2 separate regions of the Arachis hypogaea genome follow, and region 1 is linked to region 2. Evidence: chromatin contacts called from public Hi-C data. All regions are on one chromosome and are shown on one strand. Each heading gives the region's core, a stretch centred on a gene start, on an enhancer-like site or on the middle of the called end of the contact. The rest is flanking DNA. Distances are from core to core; before and after follow the strand shown. Region 1 holds the start of LOC140180387 (cation/H(+) antiporter 15-like). Region 2 has its middle 19 kb from the start of LOC112755222.

Evidence for each region. A called contact is a pair of places that touch in the nucleus more often than the background predicts.
Region 1: a Hi-C map of leaf shows a contact between it and region 2, with 3 times the contacts expected there. The contact joins the promoter of LOC140180387 here to the enhancer-like site in region 2. A contact is called at or near these places in 2 of 8 Hi-C or Micro-C datasets (leaf and an unstated tissue).

What each region holds. Positions count from the first base shown.
Region 1 is chr16:138,039,435-138,046,738 of arahy.Tifrunner.gnm2.J5K5, forward strand. It overlaps LOC140180387 (cation/H(+) antiporter 15-like), which reads left to right and starts at 2,690. Exons shown (of 2, transcript XM_072221288.1): 1 at 2,690-3,173; 2 at 3,322-3,637. The coding sequence starts at 2,690. The coding sequence ends at 3,335. LOC140180388 (a long non-coding RNA gene) reads right to left here and starts at 5,382. Exons shown (of 2, transcript XR_011874589.1): 1 at 4,317-5,382; 2 at 1,733-3,161. LOC140180389 (a long non-coding RNA gene) reads left to right here and starts at 7,054. Exons shown (of 2, transcript XR_011874590.1): 1 at 7,054-7,304.
Region 2 is chr16:137,977,839-137,985,034 of arahy.Tifrunner.gnm2.J5K5, forward strand. No RefSeq gene overlaps it. Among protein-coding and RNA genes, the nearest start is that of LOC112755222, 19 kb to the right of the region's middle. Within about 2 kb of position 5,128, at least 3 of the 3 cell types and tissues checked have open chromatin away from gene starts, as enhancers often do.

The DNA of each region.
Region 1 (7,304 bases), core at 1,440-3,939, 59 kb after region 2:
AGAAGTAATATATGCTGAAGAGGAAATCACCGTATTTACATGCAATAATTAAGTACTGTAAATCACAAGAAGTTTCGAAAAGGCATGAAATTATTTTATTTTTGTATGTTGGCAAATCATTCTGTATCATAAATACTGGCATTTCAAGACGTACAGAATAAAAAGGGTATGAGAATAAGATTTGATATATAGCACCAATTTTTTGTTTCTTAATCTGATATAATTCCCAAAAGGTTTGTTAACAGTTGCATACCTTCAATATGACCAAAGGATGTGTTGATCGCAGCAAGCCATTTATCTCTTTCACCCTGCATCCGTTCTATAAGCATTCTCCTTTTATGATCCTCAGCCAATTGCTTCATGCGCTTGACCTTCAGCCTCTGCTATTGCTTTAACTATAATAGTTTCTTCTTTTATCTCAGCACGCTCTCTCTCAGTCTGACACTGCGGCGGCTGCGGGCTCGCGATTTGGGGAGCTAGGATTCTTCTTTCAATTTCAAAATTTCACGTCAATTTCAGAGAGGAGAGGAGAGGAGTGTGGGAGTGGGAATGGGTTATGGGCTTAAGCCGTTGGGGAATCAGTTTTTTTTTTTAAGTCAAAACGGCACCGTTTGGAGGAGTTATTAACAAACTGGAAACCCTTTAAAAAAATCGACCAGTTCTAATGGTTCACCGATTAATCACATATACGACCGGTTTTATAATCAGTTTTTTTGTCAGACGGTTTACTCATAACATCTATTAAGCCATTTTTAAATTTTATAAAATTATTTATAATAATTACAAAAAGTGCTCATAATAAAAAATTTTAAAACTTTATAAAAATATTTTATTTAAAATTGTTAGTAAAATCTTAGTTGTACTCTATTTCAAAATAAATAATATAATGATATTAGTATTTTATACAACAACCCATACAAAAAAATTCAAATTTCATACAATATTTTTTCATTCATTTTTAATAGCTCATAAATACACAAAAAATATATTGTATAGAATTTAAATTATTTTTGTATTAATTTTTATATAAAATACCCATAACATTATAATTATTCAGAAGTTACATATAATTCGAACCTTATGAATTCAATTTACTATGTATTTGTCTAAATCGAATTTATTCAATTCGATTTATATAGAAATACAAATTCGATTTATTTAATTTATTTTTGTATGTGGTATGATTTGATTGAAAGAGCAAAAATTTATAATTTTATCTAGCATCAATAAAATTTCACTATCACTGGTTTTAAAAAAAATTAAAATCTAAAACGATGGTTAAAAATAAATAAAGAGGATAAATTTAATTCTTCTATAATTATATGCGTTTTTTTTTCTGATTTGCGTTTTTATCACAATCCACAAGTTCTATGTTTTATGAATTAACGTTAATTCATACATAGTATATAAATAAATTTAATTAGAATAATAACAATTTATTTATTTTATTTTAGACTTTATAAATGAAAAGACTAATTCACTAATATAACGAATTATAATTAATGTAATATAATTAATTAAGTAATATAAATTATAATAAATTATATTAATTATATTAATATTTAAATATCTAATCAAATCAATTAGTTGATATAATTAAGTCAGTGCAATAAATTATATTGAATGAGTTAAAACAATTAAATCGAAAAACATTCTTCGAAATATGCCATGTCAGCTTCATCATTAAGTGCAGACATCCGATTTTTATATAATAGAATAGATTAAACAAAGGTTTGTGTATGTAAAAGTTTTAGGTTTGTATATGCATTACAATTAAAAAGATCCTTAAACTAACATCCATAACACATAAAAACAAGGTTCTGAAAATCGGACCGGACCGGCCGGTCGGACCGGTTTAACTGCGAACCGATAATATTAATAGTCCGGTCAGGCATATAAAACCGATAATCAGTAAACCGACAAAAAACCGTTGAACCAGACGAGAACCGGCCGGTCAGACCGAACCGGAACCCGGCCGGTTTACACAAAAAGGGAAGCTCTTCGTTTCTTTCTCCCATTCTCCCGTTCTCCCTTTCTTTCAGTCAGAAATCACACAACCCCAACCACAAAACCCTAGCACTGTAAGCCTACACCACCGCCACAAGGAGTGGCATACTGCCGCCGTCCGTCGCACTCAAAGTTTGCCATCCGTCATCTAGCTTCTCTCGTACTCCAAGTCTTCAACCCCTGTTCGCTGTCACCGATCGCGGTTGCTTCCTCGAGTTCGGCGTCCGTCGTCTTTGTCTGCTCAGCCGCGCTTCCATCGCCGCGCTTCAAAACCCTAGCCCTAGGTTCTTCCTCAATAGTTCTACCGCAGTGTCGCCGCCGTCCGTATTGTCAGCGCCTCCGCTTCTTCCTCTTCCCCCTGTCCAGAACCCAAGCCCTCTCTTCCTCTGCTTCTCTGTTCGAGGCTTGGAGCAGTTCGCCGTTGGGTCTCCGCTCTCCGTCGTCTCGCCGCTCGCCGTCCTTCTCTCCGTCGAAGGTTAGTGGCCCTACTTTCATCATTTCGGTTCTTCTTCCTTTTATGCTCTGTTTACTGATAGCTGAATGTGAAATTGTGAATGGATTTTTTGAAATCAAATAATTGATTTAGTTCTGCTACTCTGTTTTAGTTTTTTTAATTTCTGAAATTTTTGTTGAAATTTTCTTGTAATGTTTTGTAATTGCTGGTTGCTGTTTTGTCTATGACATGTGTGCTTGGGCTTTGTTAGCTGTAGGCATTGCCTTGTCAGAGAGGAAAGCTCGTTATTCTTATGCTTCTCTCTGGGTTCTATTGTCAAGTCTTGCATTTGTTGTTGTTTGCATTCTTGTTTTTAGGCCTCTGGTGTCATGGATGATACATAAAACCCCAGAGGAACAACCCTTCAGTGAAACACAGATATGCATTGTACTTACTGGTGTTATGATCTCTGCTTTTATCACTGATGCACTTGAGGCACATGCTGTGTTTGGTGCATTTGTTTATGGTTTGGTTATTCCAAATGGACCACTTGCTGCTGCTATCATTGAGAAGCTTGAGGACTTTGTTTCTGGCCTTCTGCTACCTCTCTTCTTTGCTATCAGTGGCCTCAAGACTAATCTCACCTTGATCAAGGGAACCACTAGATGGGGATTTGTGGTCTTGATGGTTCCTCTTGTTGTTTCTCTCCTATTCCAAATACCTGTCATGGAAGGTGTAATTCTTGGTCTGCTTATGAATACTAAAGGCTTCATTGAAATTATAGTGCTCAATTATATGATGCATGTTTTAACTTTTTATAAATTAATTCACGTATACCCATCATGCATATTATTGATTCAATTCATTATGTATGTAAGTAGGTATTGGGCGATGAAGTATTTTCAATCATGGTTCTTGTAACAATTCTGATGACAACAATCATCTCACACACAGTGGCATTGATCCACAAGCCAAGAAAAAGGCACATATCATACAAGAACAGAACAATGCAAAATATAGGAACAGATATTTTATGTATTGGTTATAATTTATTTATTATTTTATTTTAAAACGGTTTTTCCGGTTGAATCACTGGTTAGACCGGTTGGACCTGTAAACCAGTGAACCAGTCATTAGAACGGTTTGATGACCGGTCCGGTTTTCAAAACCTTGCATAAAAGACAAGAATATAGAACACTAAGGCCAAAAACCATTAAAATACATAGTAAAAAATGATTCCGAAATTATCTTATAAAAGACTCCAGAAAATATATTTAAAAAATAGCCGAAATAGTATGAAAAAAAAACACTAAACCTTTGATAATAACATCAATTAACATAATAATAATAAAATATAATTTGTAACAACCGTGAAAAAATCTTTAAAATAACATCCTTCATCCATTAAAAAAGACTTTAGAACACACAGGCAATTGAATTACATTTTAAAAAACACATTCAAAATTTCTTTAAAAAAGATTACAAAAAATATATGAACAAAACAGCTGAAATATTATTTAAAAAAATAATTAAATAGCACAAAAAAAAAATACTATTCCTTAGTTCGAAAAAAAATTTAAATATATTATAAAATTGATACTTCTATTATAGCAATTGAAAAGAGAAACTAAATAGGTGCAACTCCCCAATATCAAATACTAAACTGAGACTTAACTCTTTTTTCCTTGTCTCTTTCCTTTCTACCTCTTCCTTGATCTAACTGGATGCAAGAGTTGAACCATTTGGATGTGTATTAACAATATTACCTTCCAATTTAGACTTAACCTTAGATGCATCCATTGAGAAATTAGTCATAATTTAAATCCCAAATTCATCATATAATTTGCAAAAATGCAAAAAAGTACCAAGACTTAACTGGAAGCCATGAACCAAAACTGAGACTTCGATGAACAGTGAACACCCATCATCAAATGTTTCTCAAAGTTCAAATCTTTGGATTTCAATTAACATCTTTCTGCTAAAGACTTCCATGGTCAGGTTCAGTTTTGTAGAAACATAGTTTTGATGATTGCCACCTATCATCCAAATGCAACTATTAATGAGTTAGCTTCCTCACCTATGGAGATGTCAGAAGATGAAATTGAAGCAAACCCATTGAGATTAACCACCGAAAGTTAATAACTTTGGATCTTCATCGTTATCTTCAGCAACAACTCATAATAAGGCTCTTTGGTACTGCAGCCATCAAAGCCGCCGATGAGGAAATGGAGCCTCGCCGCATTGTTGTTCCATCTACAGGGGCCATAGTTATGTTTTGCCTCGTATTCATACTCGTCTAAGAAAAAAAAAAGAAGATTCTGATCGAAGGTCGATCTAGCCATTATCGAATACATTATCGGCGGAAACTGGCGAAATCATGGGATAGGAAAACTGAAGCTGAACTATTCATCTTCCTCCTACTCCAATTCCTCTTCCTCTTGTTCTTCGTTTTCTTGTTCTTGTTCCAACTCTTCGTTTTTAGCTTTCTCATAGTTGTAGATTCTAAACTTTGCTGCAAAATTGTTTTGATTAATTATAATTTCAGATTTGAAAATTTTAGGGTTTGTGTATGTTGGGTGATGATGGATATTGTGTTGGTGTTGTTGGTGATGATAATGGCACCGATTTTTGGAGAATTTTAGAAGAGGAAGAGGTAGAAGAAAAAGAAAGGGGAAGGAAAAGGAGTAAAGGGTAATAATGGCATTTTAAACAAAATTAACCTATGATTAAGGTTTTGTTAGTTTTAGCCTGTAATGGTTAGTTTTATCTGACATTTTTAATGGTCTGAAATTGTGATTTACTCATTAAAATATGTTATTGCAGAGTGAGAATGCTAACTCCATTAGGAATAGTTCATGAATGGTCACCAACCTCCGTTTTTTATTCAATTATTACTTCATAATATCACTGTATTATCCGTGATTGATAGTGGGTCTACCCCATGTAAGCATACTTTTTTGGTAAGCTGAGGCTAATAAAAAAAGAAAAGAAAGCGAAACAAAAACAGCAATAAACAAAACAAGGATGAGTCGCCTAAATTATGTTATCCATGAGCAATATGGTGATTGTAGTCAATTTCCTGTATTACAATTACTATGTGCCCCAAATTTTGCTAACCAGTCAGCAACATTATTTGCATTTTGCTGTATTAACACAAAACACAATTCCTAACTTCTATGGTTCTTGAGTTCGAAAATCTTTTGTAGCAAAGCCGTCTCTTCATGTTTACCAGGGAAGCAACAATGACTAACAAGAAGAAATGTATCCATTAGTCCACCTAACAGATAATATGCTTGGCACCAATTTCTGAAGTCATCAACAGACTATTCCAAATCACCCAAATTTCTGCACAAAGAACACTAACTCCTGGCATGAATCCAATTGCCATATTCACCTCGTAGAACATAACCAAATCCCGCCAGCTCTTCTTCCTTAAATACATTTCTGTCACAGTTCAATTTCAAAAATCCATGCTCAAGTCAAGACCATAAGCTAGGAGGCAGTTGAATCAGTTTATGGGTTTTGAAAATTTTTCCTAATTTGAAAGTTTTCGCCATAGCACACACTTTGAAACTAACTGAGAAAGCAGACGAGCACTTATTCCAAATCCACCACAAATCCGCTACAAATATGTAAAAGTTATCACCTGCAAAACCCTTTAGAATTTAAGTGGGATTTGAGAATCGGATTTTTTATTTTTATAATTAAATAAATATAATAATTTCCGAAATAAATAATTTAAAAAATATTTATTGAAATAAATATTCTTCTCTCATCTCATTATAAACGAAATAATTTTGCACGTATCTCGTTTACATAAAAAAGTTGGTGGGAGAGATTAAAATGGATATGTTTGATCAATTAGTATTCAAAAAGAGTACATAAAAATTTTAGATTAAATTATGATCTATTAATTTAAATTTGAAAAATAAAAAATTCGTATCGTGTTCAAGTTCGGTAATTGTACCCGCTTTTAAAAATTGAAAGATGAGAAGCGTAAAGTTGGCACTATAAATAAAATACAAAAAGATGAGATAACCGTGAAGTTGGCACAATAAATAAAACACAAAAAGATGAGATCACCTTTTTTCAATTATTAGGAGAGGTTAATGGGTGGGAGATAACGGTTTCAATTCTCTTCCCACTCTTCCATTAATCTCACTTAACAATTCGCAAACCGTTATTTTTATTTTTCAAATTTAAATTGATGGATCATAATTTAATTTAAAATTTTTTATGTATTCTTTTTTAGTACTAATTGATCAATATATCTATTTTAATCTCTTCTGCCAACTTTTTTATGTACTAATTGTATACTAAAATTTTGGATTATTAATATTTTTTATTATTTTTAAATTTTTTTTTAAAAAATTAGATGTATCTATAAACGAGATATATATGTCGCGTCCACATGTATCTCGTACACTGTAAACGAGATAAAAGAAAAATATTTATTTCGATAAATATTTGTTAAATTATTTATTTCAATAATTATTATATTTATTTAATTTATAAAAATAAAAAACCCTTCGAGAATCCCAAAAAAGTCGAAACAAATTTTGACTTTGAACAATCCCTCAAGCAATGAAGGATAGTCTCAGAGTGAGCTCAACATCTAAGACAGAAATCCGACTTAGCCCGTTGAAGTTAGTATCGAAGAGCAGCGGTAGGAAGAGCATTTTGAGCTCCCAACCAGAAAATGAGTTTTTCCGAAATATGCAGCTTCCAAAGCCACCTCCAATCCTTTCTAGCATCCCAATTTATCAATTTATTCAAAAGCCCAATATAACTATTTTTTTGCAGTATACGCTCCCTTGATCTATCTCCAACCAGGATCTATCTCCAACCAGACTCAAATTCAACA
Region 2 (7,196 bases), core at 3,878-6,377:
AGGTGGTGGTGGATGAAAGGTGAGGAACAAAGAAACTTCTTAAGACGGGTAGGAGAAGAGGCAAAGTGTGATGGGAATGAAAGCACAGAAGAGATGTGGAGGGAGATGGTAGAAGTTATTAGAAGAATAGAAAAAGAAAGTTTTGGTGAATCTAAAGGAATAGGACCAAGAGATAAGGAGTCCTGGTGGTGGAATGCGAGTGTACAAGAAAAGATAAAGATAAAAAGGGAGTGCTTTAAAGAGTGGTCTTTATGTTGCAATGCAGATAATTGGGAAAAATATAAGGCGACTAAGAAAGAGACAAAAGTGGCTGTAAGTGAAGCAAGAACAAGAGCATATGAGGGTCTCTACCAGTCTTTGGGCACGAAAGAAAGAAAAAAAGGTATATACAAAATTTCAAGAGCCGTGAAAGAAGAACGAGAGATTTGGATAATGTTAAGTGCATAAAGGATAAGGATGGAGAGGTGCTGGCTCAAGAGGAGAAGATTAATGAAAGGTGGAAGAGCTACTTCTACGAGTTATTTAATGAAGGACATAAGACTCTTCTGAGCCTTGGTCGGTTATGCACAAGGGAAGAAGATAAAAACTTTGACTACTATCAAAGGATTCGAGACTTCGAGGTAAAAGAGGCTCTAAAGCAGATAAAAAATGGCAGGACAGTAGGACCTGATAATATCCCGATTGAGGTTTGGAAGGGCCTTGGAGAAAAAGACATCAACTGGTTAACCAATCTTTTTAATGAGATTTTAAGGTCAAAGAAGATGTCTGATGAGTGGAGAAAGAGCACCTTGGTACCTATCTACAAGAATAAGGGGGATATACAAAGTTGCGGAAACTATAGAGGGATCAAGCTCATGAGCCATACCATGAAGTTATGGGAAAGGGTGATAGAACAGAAGTTGAGAAAAGAGACACAAGTAACAGAGAACCAATTTAGATTTATGCCAGGTAGATCCACCACCGAAGCGATATACCTGTTAAGAAGGATGATGGAGAGGTATCGTAGTAATAAAAATGATCTACATATGGTGTTTATTGATTTGAAAAAAGTGTACAATAGGGTGTCAAGGGAGGTCTTATGGAAGGTTTTAGAAAAGAGGAGAGTAATGATCGCATATATTCGTGCAATTAAAGACATGTATGATGGGCCACAACTAGTGTGAAGACTCAAGGTGGTGTGATAGAAGAATTTCCTATAGGTATAGGATTACACCAGGGATCATCTTTAAGTCCATACCTTTTCATATTAGTCTTGGAAGTACTCACAGAGCACATCCAAGAGCCTGTGCCATGGTGCATGCTTTTTGCCGATGATATCATCCTTATGGGAGAATCAAGGGAAGACCTAAATAAGAAGTTGGACTTATGGAGAGAAGCTCTAGAAGTGTATGGTCTGTGCATAAGCCGTAGTAAGATGGAATATATGGAATGTAAGTTCGGTTTGAGAAGGAAAAACCCTAATATAGAGGTGAAGATTGGAGAAAATATTCTACGAAAAGTTAAAAGTTTTAAGTATCTTGGGTGCATCATACAGGACAATGGAGAGATTGAACATGATGTAAATCATAGGATCCAAGTAGGTTGGTCAAAATGGCGGAGTGCATCTGGTTTATATGCAACAAAAAAGTGCCTTTAAAACTTAAAGGTAAATTCTATTACTCTACTATAAGACCGGCTATGCTTTATGGTATGGAGTATTGGGCAGCCAAAGGGAAGCACGAATATAAGCTAAGTATGGCAGAGATGAAGATGTTGAGATGGATGAGTGGTCATACGCGATTGGATAAAATAAAGAATGAAGATATAAGGGAGAGAGTTGGAGTAGCACCCATTGTGGAAAAGATGGTAGAATCGCATCTCAGGTGGTTTGGACATGTGAGAAGAAGACTGACAGAATACCCAGTCAGGAGGGTGGATGAGATAGAAGATGAACAAGGGGTGAAAGGCAGAGGAAGACCTAAGAAGACCATCCATGAGGTGGTCAAACGAGATCTACATGTAAATGGTCTCTCTGTAGACATGATATATGACAGAGCTCAATGGCGTCATTTGATTCATGTAACCGACCCCACCTAGTGGGAAAAGACTTTGTTGTTGTTGTGTTTGTTTTGTTTGAGCTAAATCATTATTTAGATCTTTAATCACTTCAAGTAAACTTTCATTTTCTGCAATGAGATCTGATGAAGAATTAATCGAGTGTTTTCCTTTATATTTTTCAATTTTAGATTTTAAAAATCTATTTTCTTCAACGAGTTCAATGGAACTTTCGGTTTTCTTCACCTTTTCTTTCACGAAATCATTTTCAACTTTCAAAACTTCATTTTCAAATTTGTATTTATTGTATTTATTCAGCAATTTCCTAGAATGCTTAGTGAGATCATTAATAATAATATGTAAATCTTCAATGGACAAGTCAAAGTAATTCACCTCATCTGATTGATTATGACCAGGCATTATACAGACTTGTGCTTCATATTCAGAGTCTTCATCCTCATCAAAATCGTTATCTATATCCTCTCATAAAGCCATAAGCACTTTCTTCTTTTCTTTCTTTGCATTGTCCTCCTTTTTGAGCTTAGGGCAGTTGAACTTGAAGTAACCTGCCTTCTTGCAGTGATAACAAATAACTTTGCTCAGATCCCTTTTTTGCTCCCTTGAACTCGATCCTTTGTTCTTGCCTTTGCTCCTTAATAGCTTTCTCAATCTCCTAGCAAAAAATACAATTTCATCATCTAAAAAACTATTATTGGAATCATCATCCAATGACTCAACTTTTGATTTTAGGGCAGCTACTCCTTTTTTTTTTTTTTTGTGTTTTGACTGGTGTGTGTGGTTTCATATGTAAAACGTTTTTCTTTCAACTCATCATATGATAATAGACTCAGGTTGTTGCTCTTGGCTACCATGGATGCTTTTGTTTCCCACTCGTTTGTAAAACTCCTAAGAACACGTCTTCACAAGTGTTTGTTCGGTGTGGGTCATTCCCATAGCATTATGATAATCGAGAATCTCTTGAACATCTCATCAATGGTTTCTCCTTCATTCATGGAGAATATCTCATTTTCTTTTCGTAGCATATCTATTCTTGTTTCTTTGACTTGTTTGGTACCTTCGTGAGTGATTTGGAGTTTATCCTAAATCACTTTTTCCATTTTACATCTAGATACCTTCTGATATTCCTCAAAGTTGATAACACAATGCATCATGTTGATGGCTTTGATATTTAACTCCACCTTCTTCTTGTCTTTTTCGTTCCATTTGGTTTCTTCTTTTAGAGCCACCACTCCTTCTGCACTTATCTTGGCAGGAACTTGAGGACCATTCACTATAATCTTCCATATATTGTAGTCAATGGATTAAATAAATATCCACATCCTTTTCTTTCAGTAGGTGTAGTTCTTCCCATTGAAGAAAGGAGGCCTGCTATTTGACTGACCCTCAATAAGAGTGTAGGCCACAACATTTACACCCAAGTTGTTAGCCATTTGACTTTTTCTCCAAGTTCTGATACCAATTGAAGGTTCTTGATGGCCTAGAGGAGGGGGTTGAATCTATGGCCTTCTTTTAAACTTGATTAATTAATCCTCAAACCAGAAAAAAATCCAGGCTTCTGTTTAGACTACGAGATTGATTATGCAGGAGACAATTTTATTTTGTCTCATAACACTTGAAAACAGAATCAGAGCAAGAAAGAAGAAGATGACACAGTCATGTATCCTAGTTCAGCTACCTTGTACAATGCAGTTTACATCCAGTCTCTACCACAAAAATGGTAGAATTTTCACTATCTTTTTAAGTATTACATACACCAATTCCCAAGGATTCAACCTAATCCTATCAGGGACAAATCAAGCATCTATCTAAGCTTGACTTGGCTAAGTTCATTTTCTAGACTCTCAACACACTAAGTACTCACCCAACTTAGAAAAAGATATCTCACGAGTACATGATACGAAACAGAAATACAATCAAAAGAGATAAGCCATACATCTTAGCTTTTCTCTCTAAGTACCTCTCTTTTCCTTTTCTTTCAATGGTTTTTTCTTAATGTCTTACATATATGGCTTTTACCACTAAAGTGAAACAAAAAAAGATAAAACATACAAACAAAATATTCAATGATTGACCATAAAGGAGATGATGTTAAACAACTCTGAAGCTATAAGATGAACCAGATTTAGCCCTCTCATGTGAAGCTCTTCATCTTGGCAAAATATTTTTTTGATGTAGAAATATTGTTCAAAACGTTGAGCAAGAACAGTAGAGAAGCTCTCAATCAAACACTGTTTCTGATTCTCTCTCCTTGAACAAAACTAAAATTAATTTTTTTTGTATTCAGTTCTGTTTCCATATCTAGGACTTGCTTCCCAAAGTCAGCTCCTTGAATCTTGAGCCAGCTGAAGTCTCCCTTTCTTTTTCTTCCATTAGACCAGAAAATCAGGGATTAGATATCAAAGTTAAGCATAACAGAGGAGAGATAAGCAATAGCAACTTGCTTCTTTGATGAATTTTTCAAATCCAAATCCAAACCCTTAATCTAGTGCTTTGACCCCAAAAATTATTAATTCATAGAAGATTAAAGTAACCTCCACTTTCTTCATGTTACCCGAAATGATTTTGCAGAAGAGAAGGTGAAATCAACAAGTAATTAACTTGTATATTTATGAAAATATTTTACCTTTTTCTTTTGATTTAACTTTACTCGAACATTGTGCTTTTGGCTCTAATTTTAATTTGACATAGCCACCAAAATTTTGTTTTTTCTTTCTTCCTCTTTCGTGCTTAATGGGAAAATGATATTCTCTTTCTTCTTTGTGCCATACCTGAATCATCATAACACCACCATCAACTAGATGTTATTCTTTTCATGAAGTCAATGCGCTGGAATGAAAGCTTGATCCAAGTAGCTATGGTTCAGGTGCTTAGTTTCGTTGTTTTGGGCTGCATACTAACGCTTAAGCCTGTAACACTAAATGACACATCACAACACTTTTGGGCTATCAACCCATTTACAATTATGTTTATCATTACCAAAAATATTATTATTGTTTGCTAAACCCAACAACAGATTATGGAGATATACTCATTGAACATTAAAAAGTGAATATATATCTTGAATCTTAGCCCATAAAATGTGTCACTTTTTGTTTTCTTTTAGTTTTTGTGTTGAAGAGTGTGTGTCCTAAGTCTTAATCGTCATCAGTTATTTTAACTATAATCCAATTATAATAAACTTATGAATTCAAATCAAAGTTCAAACTGATGTTTTAATTATATTATAATCAAACACGTTTTAAGTCATATTACAAAATTCGATTATAATCAAATGTGTTCAAAGTAATAACTAAACACAAGAATCATCCAAATCAAAGTTCAAATTCATGCTATAATTAGAGTATAATCAAATACACTCCAAATTTATATTATAAAATTCAGTTATAATCAAACGCACTCAAGATAATAATCAAACTTAGCATTCAAACTAGAGTTCAAACTCATGCTATAATCATAATATAATCAAACACACTCTAAATCATAATACAAAATCTTATTATAATCAAACACATCTATGATAATAATCAAACTCAATAATCGAAATCAAAGTTTAATACTATAATCATATTATAATCAAATATGCTCTAAATTATAGTACAAAATCTTGTTACATTGAAACTACCACAGAAAAGATTAAAGATCATAAGGGAACTAACGATTCAAATGATTGATTCATCACAAGAGTAGCTACAAGCCTACAAGTCTCTACAAATTCTTTCATACATAGAGGATAATTGGAGAAACGGCAACATGTGTTACACACATAATCAATTTTATATAATTCTGTTTCCTAGTATAGGAGAATATAATATGGTAAAAGAATCAAGTATAAATAATGATAAAAATTTCCAATAAACACCTAAGCTCTCTAATGGTGTGATGTTGAACTTCTCATAATATACTACGTTCTAGATAAGATGTCTTCTTATGTGTATTTGCATTTGAAAATTCATGTTGCTGCTGCTTTGAGTCAACGTCTTTGAAGAAGTCATCTGTAGCAGAAAAAAAATATCCTTCTTCTTTTTTTCTTTTGAGCTTTGATTAGCTCCCCACCACAAACTGAACACAAGCAAAGCGGAAGCAGCGGAGGCCTCAACCTCGCTCAGAAGAGGGAAAGAAACATTTATCATAATTAACCTAACTCATATACTATAATTAGATTTTAATCAAACACGCTTTAAATCATAATACAAAATTCGGTTATAATCAAACAAGCTCATAGTAATAATCAAACTCAATAATCGAAATCAAAGTTCAATGCTATAACTAAACTATATTCAAACAGGGTCTAAATTATAGAGCAAAATCTTGTTATGAGAAAACCTTCAGCATGACAAATCCAAGAAAAGGTAACTCTCAAATCAAATGTAGACGTCCAACACAAGACACAAGCAACAATGGTTGAAGATTTAAATTTGTCAAATGATTTTAGGATCACAAAAACAAAGAATTATTGACAAAAAAATCCAATACTAAAAAATAAAACCTAGTTGATAATGCTTTCACAATTTATCAAGTAAAAAACACTTTAAAATTGAGATCATAACACATTAACATTTTAGATTGTAGTCCGAAACAATGAACTAAGTAGAATATGCAATAATCAAATTACAAAAACATAAAGAGAAGAAAGTAGAATATGCTAAAACACATTGATAAGCTAGCTTGCAACAAGGAAAGTTGTCAACCAGTTGCTACAACATCAACTCAAGGACTTATATGAGTAGTTGATGCACCTTTGAACCAATGTTTCATTTTTTGTCATAAAAGTTGTTCTCATCCTCGTCACTTGTATCATTAGAACTTGTATTATTGTTTCAAGGAGCATGTGACCTAAAATGAAGCATGTGACCTAAAATCGAAAGTGCAATAATAAAAAACACAAGGAATAGAAGCTTACCTTGCAGAATAATACAAGAAAAATGAAGTCAAAGAAGTTCGCGCCTGAGACAGAGAGCATCGTGCTTAAGAGAGAAGAAAGAGTATCACAACCGCACTTGAGAGAGAGCGAAGAAGAATCGTGCCACATTGAAGAGAGAGCAAAGGAAAATTGTGTCGCCGGAGAGAGAGGGAAGGAGAATCACGCTTGGGAGTGAGAATGTGGAAGGAGAATCGCGCCTGAGAGTGAGAGTGAGGGAAGG